2 separate regions of the Pan troglodytes genome follow, and region 1 is linked to region 2. The links are chromatin contacts, called in public HiChIP or PLAC-seq maps. All regions are on one chromosome and are shown on one strand. Each heading gives the region's core, a stretch centred on a gene start, on an enhancer-like site or on the middle of the called end of the contact. The rest is flanking DNA. Distances are from core to core; before and after follow the strand shown. Region 1 holds the start of FADD (Fas associated via death domain). Region 2 holds the start of LTO1 (LTO1 maturation factor of ABCE1).

Region 1 (5,387 bases), core at 741-3,240, 530 kb before region 2:
TGGCAATTCTGAGACACCGTTGGCAGGTGTACCAGCTCCCGCAGCTCTGACAGCCCTGTGGGCTGGGCACTGTGTTACCATGACTGTACAGATGAGGAAATTGAGGCACAGGAAAGCTAATGGACATTCCTGAGATCGTGTAGCTAGACGATGGCAGAGCCATGTTCTGAAACCCTAAGAGTGTGGTGCCAGAGTCCACCCTTAACCGCTATGCTGAACTTCTGGGGAGGAAGGCACAGTCGCCCGCTACCAACCTGTCCATACCCACTGCTCACCTTCTGGTGTACTTTTCCCAGCACACAGTAACTACATGACAATATAAATAAAACCAAGCACACATACATCTCAAATGTCAGCTATGTTTCGTAGACCGCCTTTAAAATGCAATTTATCAGTGTTTCTCCAGACATTAAATATCCATAAAACCCGATTTTTCTACGTCCTGTTTTGTTTGTTCAGTACTGATGTTTTTTTAAAATCTGGACTTGACTGCTCTCAGGCAGAGAGCTGTTCTGTCCATCCTGTCCTCAACAGGCACCAGTCCTTACAGAGTGAAACCCATGGTGACACATTTAGGCCCTATCTGATTGGTGACTGAATGGCTGATTCCAAGCTACAGCTTGAAGCCTCTGAGAGGCGTCCCCAGAGCACTCCCAAGCCTCTCCCGACTCTGAGAACAAGGGGGGTAGGGCTGAGAAACTCTGCTGTACTCAGAGTTTCTTTTTTATCCTGGAAGCTGCTGCAATCCACAGGCGAGGGTGGAGAGGGAGTGACCGAGAGCAGGACAGGAAGCCACTCCACAATGAACTTGACCAGAGAGGCAGTGCAGTGGCTAACACCACCCATCCGGAGGCCGGACTGCTTGGCTCAAGCCTAGCTCCGTCAGTTATCGGCTGCGCATTTCGGCAACGCCACTTAACCTGTGAGCCACAGTCCTGTCCTCTGTAAAATGGGAACAGTGATAGCTAACAGTATCTAAGCCACAGGGCTACTGCGAAAATTGTATTTGGCAGTTACAAGGGTAAGCGGCACACTGTAAGCCCCTGGGTAGGAGTTACTGAATGCTAGTATTACTCTCAGACAGCCGTGAAAAGCATATTCCGAGACAGAAAGGAAATGATGCGAGGCAGGCTCACCCAACCTCTGCCCCTCCCCCACACCTTCTCTGACTCATCTTTTCTTCAGTGAGTTTTCTAATTTACCCGGGCAGAAGGGGGTGGAGGAAAAAGGACTGTGCGTGTCCACGCCCTGCAACCTCGAATAAGTTAACTTTTCTGCGTTTCTGGCTCTCCCATCTGCAAAACCAGGGCTGTACGGAGAAAACCCACGCAAATCAAACCCGGCAAAGGGGAGGCGCCTGGAAGCCAACCGGAGGAGCCTCGCAGCACCTACAGCCGGGCGACCAGGCCCTGGCTCCACCGGCCCGGCCCCGCGCCCACCTTCTTCCCCAGGCGCGGCCCTGGCCGCCGCCCCCGCCTCGAAGTCGTCGACGCGCCGCAGCAGGTCGTGGCGCCGCAGGGAGGCGAGCAGCTCGCGCAGGAGCTCGGTGTGCCCGGGCTCCAGGTCGTTCTGCTCCAGCAGCATGGAGAAGAGGTCCAGGCCGCTCTGCACGCGCTCCATCTTGCGCTTGCCCACGCGCCCGAGGCATAGGAACTTGAGCTCGGTCAGCTCGCTGCTCGACAGGCTGGACGACACCGAGTGCAGCAGCACCAGGAACGGGTCCATGGCGGGGCCTGCAAGCGGCCGGGGCTGCGGCCCGGCCCTCCGCGCGCCCGCTGTCCTCGGCTCGCTGGCCCTGGCCAGGTCTCGCCGCTTGCCCAGCGGCCCAAGGATTCCACCCCCGACCCTGCACTGCGGCGCCTGATTCACTACCGGAAATCGACAAGAGCGCGTTTTCGACCGTTATCTCGCGAAAACTAAGGGACCCGCGCATGCGTCCCTAGCGAAGCCGTTGCCGTTTCCGCCCTGGCTGGCGGCGCCGCGGACGGGCGCGGCTTCTGCGCCTGCGCCCGGCGTATCGTCTCTTTTCCGGGTGGGAGGTGGGGCCTTGGGTGTCCTGAGAGTCTGCAGGTGGCCCAGCTCTCTGCGGTGAGGGCGGTCGCGCCTCTGCCGAGTCCACCTGTTTGCAAAGCGCGGTGCGGCCCTACTGTGTGCAGGGCCGGGGCGGGGAGGGCGCAGCCCGAACGTCACGTGCCCTCACATCTGTTGGTGACCAAGGTTACTTATGCATTAACGTTTAGGGACAAACGTGGAAAATGCATTCTTTGGTACCCCTGGAGACATCTTGTGTGTGCAGAAAACACTACTCAGAAGTTTATGTGCGTTTAAACATGTGATTTAAATAATACATGATTTCCAAAGTAGCAGTCGTTTATTCAATCAACAGTATTGAGCGCCTACTGTGCCAGGTAGTAGGGTCTGGGGACAAATTAGTGAGCGAAGCGCGAGGGTCCCCGCGTGCCCGGAGTTTACATCATAATTACAAAAGCGACACGCTCCAGAAGAGAAGGTCGTGGCGGCTGTGGTGGCTCAGCCTGCAATGCCTGCACTTTGGGAGGCTGAGGCAGGATTGATTGAGACAAGGGGTTCGAGACCAGCCTGGGTAACATAGTGAGACCCCGTCTCTATTAAAAAATAAAAATAAGGAAAAATAAGGAAATCGTATAGTATGCCAGAAATTCAGAAGAGCCAGGGGAAAGGGAGTCTCTTCACGGGGTGGGCGTGTGGAGGGTGGGGGGCCCGGTGGTCTGATGGGGCCTCTGTAAAGGCGCAGGTGAAGGCTGGGAGGGGCCGGGTACCTAGGTGTGGCTGGGGTTCCAGGAGCAGCAATGCCGTGGGTTTGGAGGTGAGGAGGGGGTGCAGATTAGGAGAGCCCTCACCAGCCAACAAGGACCCAGCTTTACCACAGGGTGGGGCAGGGGGTGATGCCAGCTGAGTTTGTTTTCTTGAGATATAATTCACATACCATTCAATTGACCCTTTTAAAGTCACACTTCAGTGGTTTTTAGTGTAGTCACAAGGTTGTGCAACCCTTACTGCTGTCTAACTTTAGGACATTTTCATCACCCCAAGAAGAAACCCATTAGCATGTACTCCTCCCCTCCCCCACCAACCACGAATCTACTTTTTCTTTCTTTCTTTTTTTTTTTTTTTTTGCTTTTTTGAGACAGAGTCTCGCTCTATGGCCAGGCTGGAGTGCAGTGGTGCGATCTGGGCTCACTGCAACCTTTACCTCCCGGGTTCAAACAATTCTCCTGCTTCAGTCTCCTGAGTAGCTGGGATTACAGGTGCCTGCCACCATGCCTGGCTAATTTTTGTATTTTAGTAGAGACAGGGTTTCACCATGTTGGCCAGGCTGGTCTTGAACTCCTGACCTCAAGTGAGCCTCAGCCTCCCAAAGTGCTGGGATTACAGGCGTGAGCCACTGTGCCCTGCCGAATCTACTTTTTAAAATCTATGGATTTGCCAATTCTGGACATTCCATGTGTACAGAACCATACAGTATGTGGCATTTTGTGTCTGGCTGTTTTCAGCATCATTTTCAAGGTTCATCCATGATGTAGAACATATGAGTACTTCATTCCTTTTTTTTCTTTGAGACAGAGTGTCACTCTTTTGCCCAGGCTGGAGTGCAGTGGCACAATCTCGGCTCATTGCAGCCTCTGCCTCCCGGGCTCAAGCGACTCTCGTTTCTTGTGCCTTAGCCTCCCGACTAGCTGGGATTGTAGATATGTGCCACTATGCCAGGCTAATTTTTGTATTTTTAGTAGAGACAGGGCTTTGCCATGTTGGCCAGCCTGGTCTCAAACTCCTGGCCTCAAGTGATCCTCTTGCCTCAGCCTCCCAAAGTGTTGGGATTACAGGCGTGAGCCACTGTGCCCAGCCTCCTTCCTTTTTATGGCTGCATACTATTCCACTGTCTGGGTGTTTGGGTGCCACAGTGTGTCTATCCATTCATCGGAGGATGGGCATTGCCTTTGCTTCCACTTTTTGGCTGTTGTGAATAATGCTGCTATGAACACTGAGTTACAGTTTTATTTTGTTTATTTATTTATTGAGACAGGGTCTTGCTTTGTCACCCAGGCTAGAGTGCAGTGGCACAGTCATAGCTCACTGCAGCCACCTGGGCTCAAATGATCCTCCCACTTCAGCCTCCTGAGTAGTTGGGACTACAGGCACATACCACCACCCCTGGCTAATTTTCGTTTTTTTTTTTTTTTTTGTAGAAACAGGATTTTGCCATATTCCCCAGGCTGGTCTTGAGCTCCTGGGCTCAAGTGATCCACTAGCCTCAGCCTCTCAAAGTGCTGGAATTTCAGGTGTGACCACCGTACCTGGTCTTGAGTTACATTTTTTTTTTGAGATGGGGTCTCACTGTGTTGCCCCAGACTGGAGTGCAGTGGCACTATCTTGGCTCACTGCAACCTCTGCCTCCTGGGTTCAGGAGATTCTCGTGCCTCAGCCTCCCGAGTAGCTGGGATCACAGGCATGTGTCACCACATCCGGCTAACTTGCCAGGGTCTGACCCACAGACCCGGGCTGCACTACAGATGAATAATGTACTCAGACACCAGTATTCAGTGAAAGAGCTGGCTAGGGGGCTGGACCTTTCACAGAAAGAGTTGTTCCAGCCCCGTGGCCTGACTAGCTGGTCCTGCAGGCATTTATTCAGCACAGACTTAATGACAAAGGCTTTGAGTCAACACATTTGTGGGTAATTAATCTGGTCGCCCTCCCTCAGAGAGAGTGGTCCTGCCCATGAATGATCAAAGGTCTGTTTTAGGACAACATGAGTGAACAAGCTATTTAGACAAACTCCTCTACATTCCTATGTATCTACGCCCTAAACTTTTAAGAGAATTCAGCTACCTTCAGCCAAATCTTTTACTGAAGCTATGCAAACCTTCCAGCCTTCCAAGAAAGTTTGTGTCTATTTCCTATAACTTTATCTTTATAATTTCCTACCACTTTGACCGATCTCCTGCATTGTGTATGTTTAGCAGAGACACGGTTTCACCATATTGGCCAGGCTGGTCTGGAACTCCTGACCTCAGGTGATCTGCCTGCCTTGATCTCCCAAAGTTCTGGGATTACAGGTATGAGCCAGTGTGCCCAGCTTTTTTTTTCTTTTTTTCTTTTTTCTTTTTTTTTTGAGATGGAGTCTCATTCTGTCACCCAGGCTGGAGCGCAGTGGCGAGATCTCAGTTCACTGCAACCTCCGCCTCCCAGGTTCAAGCGATTCTCATACCTCGAGTTACATTTTTAAAGATCACGCTGGTTGCTGGTTAGAAGCCAGGGGACTACAATAATCTGAATGAAAGGCAGTGCACTCAGACCAGAGGGCAGGTAGCAGTGGAGGTGGTGAGAGAGGGCAGCCTTCTTTAGAT
Region 2 (5,514 bases), core at 2,556-5,055:
AGGGTCTCGTTCTGTTGCCCAGGCTGGAGTGCAGTGGCACGATCACGGTTTACTGCAGCCTCAATTTCCTGAGAACAAGCAATCCTCTCGCCTTAGCCTCCCAAGTAGCTGGGACTACAGGAGCACACTACCGCGCCTGGCTAATTTTTTCTATTTTTTTGTAGAGATGAAGTCTCACTATGTTACCTAGCTTGGTCTTGAACTCTGGGCTCAAGCAATCTTTCCACCTTGGCCTCCCAAAGTGTTGGATTATACGTGTGAGTCACCTCACCTGGCTACTCTCATTCTTTTGAAATAGTGTTTAGTGTGATTGGAATTCGAGTATATGTAGAGTGTTTTTTTTTTCTTTTTCTTTTTCTTTCTTTTATGTTTTTGAGATGAGATTTCACTCTGTTGCCCTGGCCTGGCTGCAGTGGAGTGGTATGGTCATAGCTCACTGCAGCCTCACATAGAGGATTTTTTTCTCTTTTTCTTGAAATATCATGGGCATTTTACATGATGTTACTTTTGTTGAAATATTATTTGTAATGGTTGCTTAGGAGTCTTCAACATGAATAGCCTATAATACATGTCATAATTCTACCATTTTGTCAATGTAGCTGCTTTCCTTGCCTTGCCTTTTACAAATCGTGTTGCACTGAACAACACTGTACATAATATTTTGACTTGTCTTTGATTATTTCCTAGAGATGAAGTCTTAGAAGTGAAATGACTAGGTCCAGGGGCAAAAAAACTTTTTTATTCTATTTTATTTTTGAGGCAGAGTCTCATTCTGTCCCCCAGTCTGGAGTGCAGTGGCACGATCTCGGCTCACTGCAACCTCCACCTCCCAGGTTCAAGTAATTCTCCTGCCTCAGCCTCCAGAATAGCTGGGACTACAGGAGCGCACCACCACACCCGGCTAATTTTTGTTTTTAGTAGAGACGAAGTTTCACTGTTTGGCCAGGCTGATCTGGAACTGGTGACCTCAGGTGATCTGCCCACCTTGACTTCCCAAAGTGCTGGGATTACAGGCGTGACCCATCACGCCCAGCTAGTAAAAACAAACAAACAAACAAACAAAATATATATATATATATAATGCCCTTCCTATGTTTTTGAACTGCCTGACCAAGAGGTGTCTTCAATGTATGCACTTGTGCTCATTAAGAGTATCTTTTAATTCTAAAAAAGGAGAAAAAGAACTTAAGCTATTTTAAAAGGTAAAAAATGCATCTCATTATTCTTTCTCAGCATTGCTTGGTTACTAGTGAGGCTGCGTCTGCTTTTCCTGATGGGCCAGCTGTTGCTCTTTCTGTGAATAATGTTTCAAGTCCTTTTTTTTCCCCATTAGGATGTATTTATTTAAATAAATACATGTATTTAAATAAACTCTTTACCAGAAATATTATTTCTTTAGTTACAATATTTATGACAAATATTTCCCCATATTGTTCTTTAACTTTAAATTTTGTTTCTTATCACTTTTGGTACACACAAGTTTGCATTTTTACATGGTAAAATGTTGGTTTTGCTTGCTGAGAATTCCTTCATGGCTTTTATGTGTTAAAAGAGCATCTTCGTACTTGTCTGAATGTTCCACCTAGATTTTTTAATGTACTTTATTTTATTTTATTTATTTATTTATTTTTATTTTATTTTATTTTTTTTGAGATAGAGTCTCGCTCTGTCACCCAGGCTGGAGTAGAGTAGCACGATCTCGGCTCACTGCAAGCTCCACCTCCCAGGTTCATGCCATTCTCCTGCCTCAGCCTCCCAAGTAGCTGGGACTACAGGTACACGTCACCATGCCCCACTAATTTTTTTTTTTTTTTTTTTTGTATTTTTTGGTAGAGACGGGTTTTCACCATATTAGCCAGGATGGTCTCGATCTCCTGACCTCGTGATCCGCCCGCCTCGGCCTCCCAAAGTGCTGGGATTACAGGCAAAATGTGCTTTATTCATTTATTTATTTAGAGATGGAGTTTTGCTCTTGTTGCCCAGGCTAGGGTGCAATGGTGCGATCTCGGCTCACTGCAACCTCTGTCTCCTGGGTTCTCCTGCCTCAGCCTCCCGAGTAGCTGGGCTTACAGGCATGCACCACCACGCCAGGCTAATTTTGTAGTTTTAGTACAGGCGGGGTTTCTCCATGTTGGTCAGGCTGGTCTCGAACCCCCTAACTCTGGTGATCCACCTGCCTGGGCCTCCCAAAGTGCTGGGATTACAGGCGTGAGCCACCGTGCCCAGCCAATGTGCTTAATTTTTTTAAGTTAACTCTTTAACTCATCTGGAATTATTTTGACGAATGGTGTGAGGCATAAATGGAACCAAGCTTTTCCCAAACAACCAATTTTCCATTATAGTTATTAGTTAATATTTCCTTTCTCCAATTAATTTGTAATTCTTCTTTTTACCACATGAGAAGGCTTTACATCTATGAGAGTCCATTGTCTGGGCCATTTACTTTATTTCACTGGTCTGTCACTTCTTGAACCAACATACCACAATATTTATATTGACACTTTATCTTTTCATATCTGATATGAAAATCATTCTTTTTTTTCTAAAACATCTTAGTTATTTTTATTAGTTTATTCATACGGATGAAAAAGTTTAGGATTTTGACACATTTTACCAGATCTCATGGAATTTTCTTTGGTACTGCACTTGTTCAGTTTTCCAATCCTCAATCATGGTAGAGCTGTAGTTTTCCTTATATGGGTCCTGCTCAAATTGTTAGAAATTCTTATTTCTAAGAAATGTATTATGACTATCATAAGGCGATTTTCCCATCACCACCCCTGCTCAGGTTACTACCAATTATTGTTGGAATAACAGAAAGTGTTTTTTTCGCTATTCATCATACACATAGCTACTTGCTGCGATTATGGATTCTGAGAACGTCTTAGGTGACTATTTGGGTTTTCTAGGTGGGCCATCATATCTGCAAATAGTAGTATTTCTGCCTTTCTTTTTTTTTTTTTTTTTTTTTTTTTTTGGTATTTCCACTTCTTGCTTCATGTTTTACTGCATTGGCCAGGGCTGGTAGAAAGATGTTCAGTGGTCACGTGAGGTTTTACTACTGACTTTTTTAGGAATGCTTCTGGTGTTTCTCATCTGAGTTCCGTTGTCGCTTAGACTTTGAAATCGCTTTTTAAAAATCGTGTTCAGGAAGCACATCTCATGGAAATGACAAATATGAGAACTAAAACCGACAAATTTCTCCCCAAAATCCCACACGCAGAGCCTCCTGGCCCGGAGCCTCCTGAGGCGTCGGTTCTTTGATGACTTCCCATTTCTTTTCCCTTTTTTTTTTTTTTTTTTTTTTTACGGAGTCTGGCTCTGTCGCCAGTCTGGAGTGCAGTGGCGCGATCTCGGCTCACTGCAACCTCCGCCTCCCAGGTTCCAGTGATTCTCCTGCCTCAGCCTCCCGAGTAGCTGGGATTACAGGCGCCTGCCACCATGCCCGGCTAATTTTTGTATTTTCAGTAAAGACGAGGTTTCACCATGTTGGCCAGGCTGGTCTCGAACTCCCGAACTCAGGTGATCCGCCCGCCTCGGCCTCCCAAAGTGCTGGGATTACAGGCGTGAGCCACCGCGCCCAGCTGATGACTTCCCATTTCTTCCTTGGTTCTTTCGGAGCCACTTTGGGAAATTCGGTTCTATCTGCAGTGGTAAAATACAGGTCGGCTCTCCCCGCGCGCGGCCAATGGACGCTCCCAGCGCGGACAGACAGGCCCTTTGCTGGAGCTGGGCAGGGCGAAAGGACCCCAGGGCGGGGCTTCAGTCGAGTCCGGCCCCGCCCACCGCTGCAGCCGCGCATGCGCCATGTACAGGCTGCTTTGGACCCTCCCGCGTGCCGTTCTTACCCGGCCTGCCCCGCGCCGCCGCTTCCGGAAGTGGGTCTCGTCTCCTCCCAAGCGGAGTAGTTGTGCCTGAACCTGCCGTGTCTGCTACGGCACCGCAGGGCTGCAGAAACCCGGGGGCCAAGGGCGGGCTGCTTGCCGCTATGGCTGGCAGTCAGGACATATTCGATGCCATCGTGATGGCGGATGAGAGGTGGGTGGTGAGGCCGGGCCCGCACCCCGCTCTGTCTGGTCGTCTCCCAGCGGCTTCGCCGCCGGCTGCGGCCCAGGGCGGCTGCTGGAGCCTGGCGTCCCTTGGGCGTGCGCATTGGGGAGCGCCTGGTGGCCGTGGACGCAGGGACAAGTGTGGGCCTGATGCTCTGGTCCTCTTCTCCTGGCCCGCTCCGGCGGGGCACGTGCCCAGCTGCTCTTCCAGACCCGCCTTCCCTGTCAGGGCTGCCCCAAGCATCTGCTCAGCCTGGTGGTTCCCCTCCTCCGAGGCCGCCCCGTCCTCTGGGAGGGCAGACCTTTGCCATCTGGGAGCTGCCTTTTTTTCTGGTTCCTTAATCATAGGACATACGGCAGTATTCATGGATGTGCTGATAGATGTACCCGACCACACCCCTTTTCCTCCAGAGCCCCTGGGGAGCCCCTCGTGCTGCGACAGTGGGGGAGCTGTGAGTTGCCTCCTGGCTGACTTCCAGTGCCCGGCCCAGAGGACACGTCCATAGATGTTAGTTAAGAAAGCGGCCGAACATTTAGCAGTCAGTCGCTGACGTTTATTTAGCTCGCGCTGTGAGTCAGACACAGAGCTAAACGTTCCACCCTGGTTATCTACTTCAGCCCTACTTAGTGAGTGGATCCTATTATTCTTCGGAATTTACAGACTAGGAGGCACAGTCAGTTTCCAGGGTCACACAACTAATAAGTGGGGAGCTGTGCACCCTGCTTCATGGGGCGCTGCAGCCCACTCCTTGCACGTTTGGTGACTGCAGGTTAAGATAGTGCTAGTTCCACTGTTGGGCCTCAGGGTCAGTGCTACTCCGGGTACCAGTCGGAGAACATTTTGTGGTGATCTGATGCCATTTCTCTCTGTTGCCCTACCCATGTGATGTCAAACCGTGTGTATGTTGCAGTTTTTTGGAAGCGGTTGACTTGGGCTAGTGCTACTTGAACACTCACAGAACTTTGGCCCCCTAACTCTGGCTGCAAACCAGACTTACCTAGGAGACTTTGAAAAGTAGATTCCGGGCCAGATGCGGTGGCTCACGCCTGTAATCCCAGCACTTTGGGAGGCCGAGGCGGGCGGATCACGAGGTCAGGAGATCCAGACCATCCTAGCTAACACGGTGAAACCCCGTCTCTACTAAAAATACAGAAAATTAGCCGGATGTGATGGTGGGCGCCTGTAGTCTCAGCTACTTGGGAGGCTGAGGCAGGAGAGCGTGAACCCAGGAAGCAGAGCTTGCAGTGAGCCGAGATCGCACCACTGCACTCCAGCCTGGGCGACAAAGCGAGACTCCGTCTCAAGAAAAGAAAAGTGGATTGCAGGCCAGGTGCGGTGGCCCTCACTTGTAATCCCAACACTTTGAGTGGCCAAAGCTGGAGGATCGCTTGAGCCCAGGAGTTTGAGGCTATAGTGAGCTGTGATCGTACCATTGCACTCCAGGCAGGGCAACAGAGACCCTGT

What was found. HiChIP or PLAC-seq counts read pairs in DNA pulled down with a chosen protein or histone mark.
Region 1: an H3K4me3 HiChIP or PLAC-seq map of stem cell-derived excitatory neurons shows a contact between it and region 2, with 9 times the contacts expected there. The contact joins the promoter of FADD here to the promoter of LTO1 in region 2.

Annotation. Positions count from the first base shown.
Region 1 is chr9:72,256,590-72,261,976 of NHGRI_mPanTro3-v2.0_pri, reverse strand. It overlaps FADD (Fas associated via death domain), which reads right to left and starts at 1,990. Exons shown (of 2, transcript XM_508611.8): 1 at 1,440-1,990. The coding sequence starts at 1,725. All of the region lies in intron 3 of LOC107967138 (a long non-coding RNA gene), which reads left to right.
Region 2 is chr9:71,730,313-71,735,826 of NHGRI_mPanTro3-v2.0_pri, reverse strand. It overlaps LTO1 (LTO1 maturation factor of ABCE1), which reads left to right and starts at 3,805. Exons shown (of 6, transcript XM_016921435.4): 1 at 3,805-4,038. The coding sequence starts at 3,989.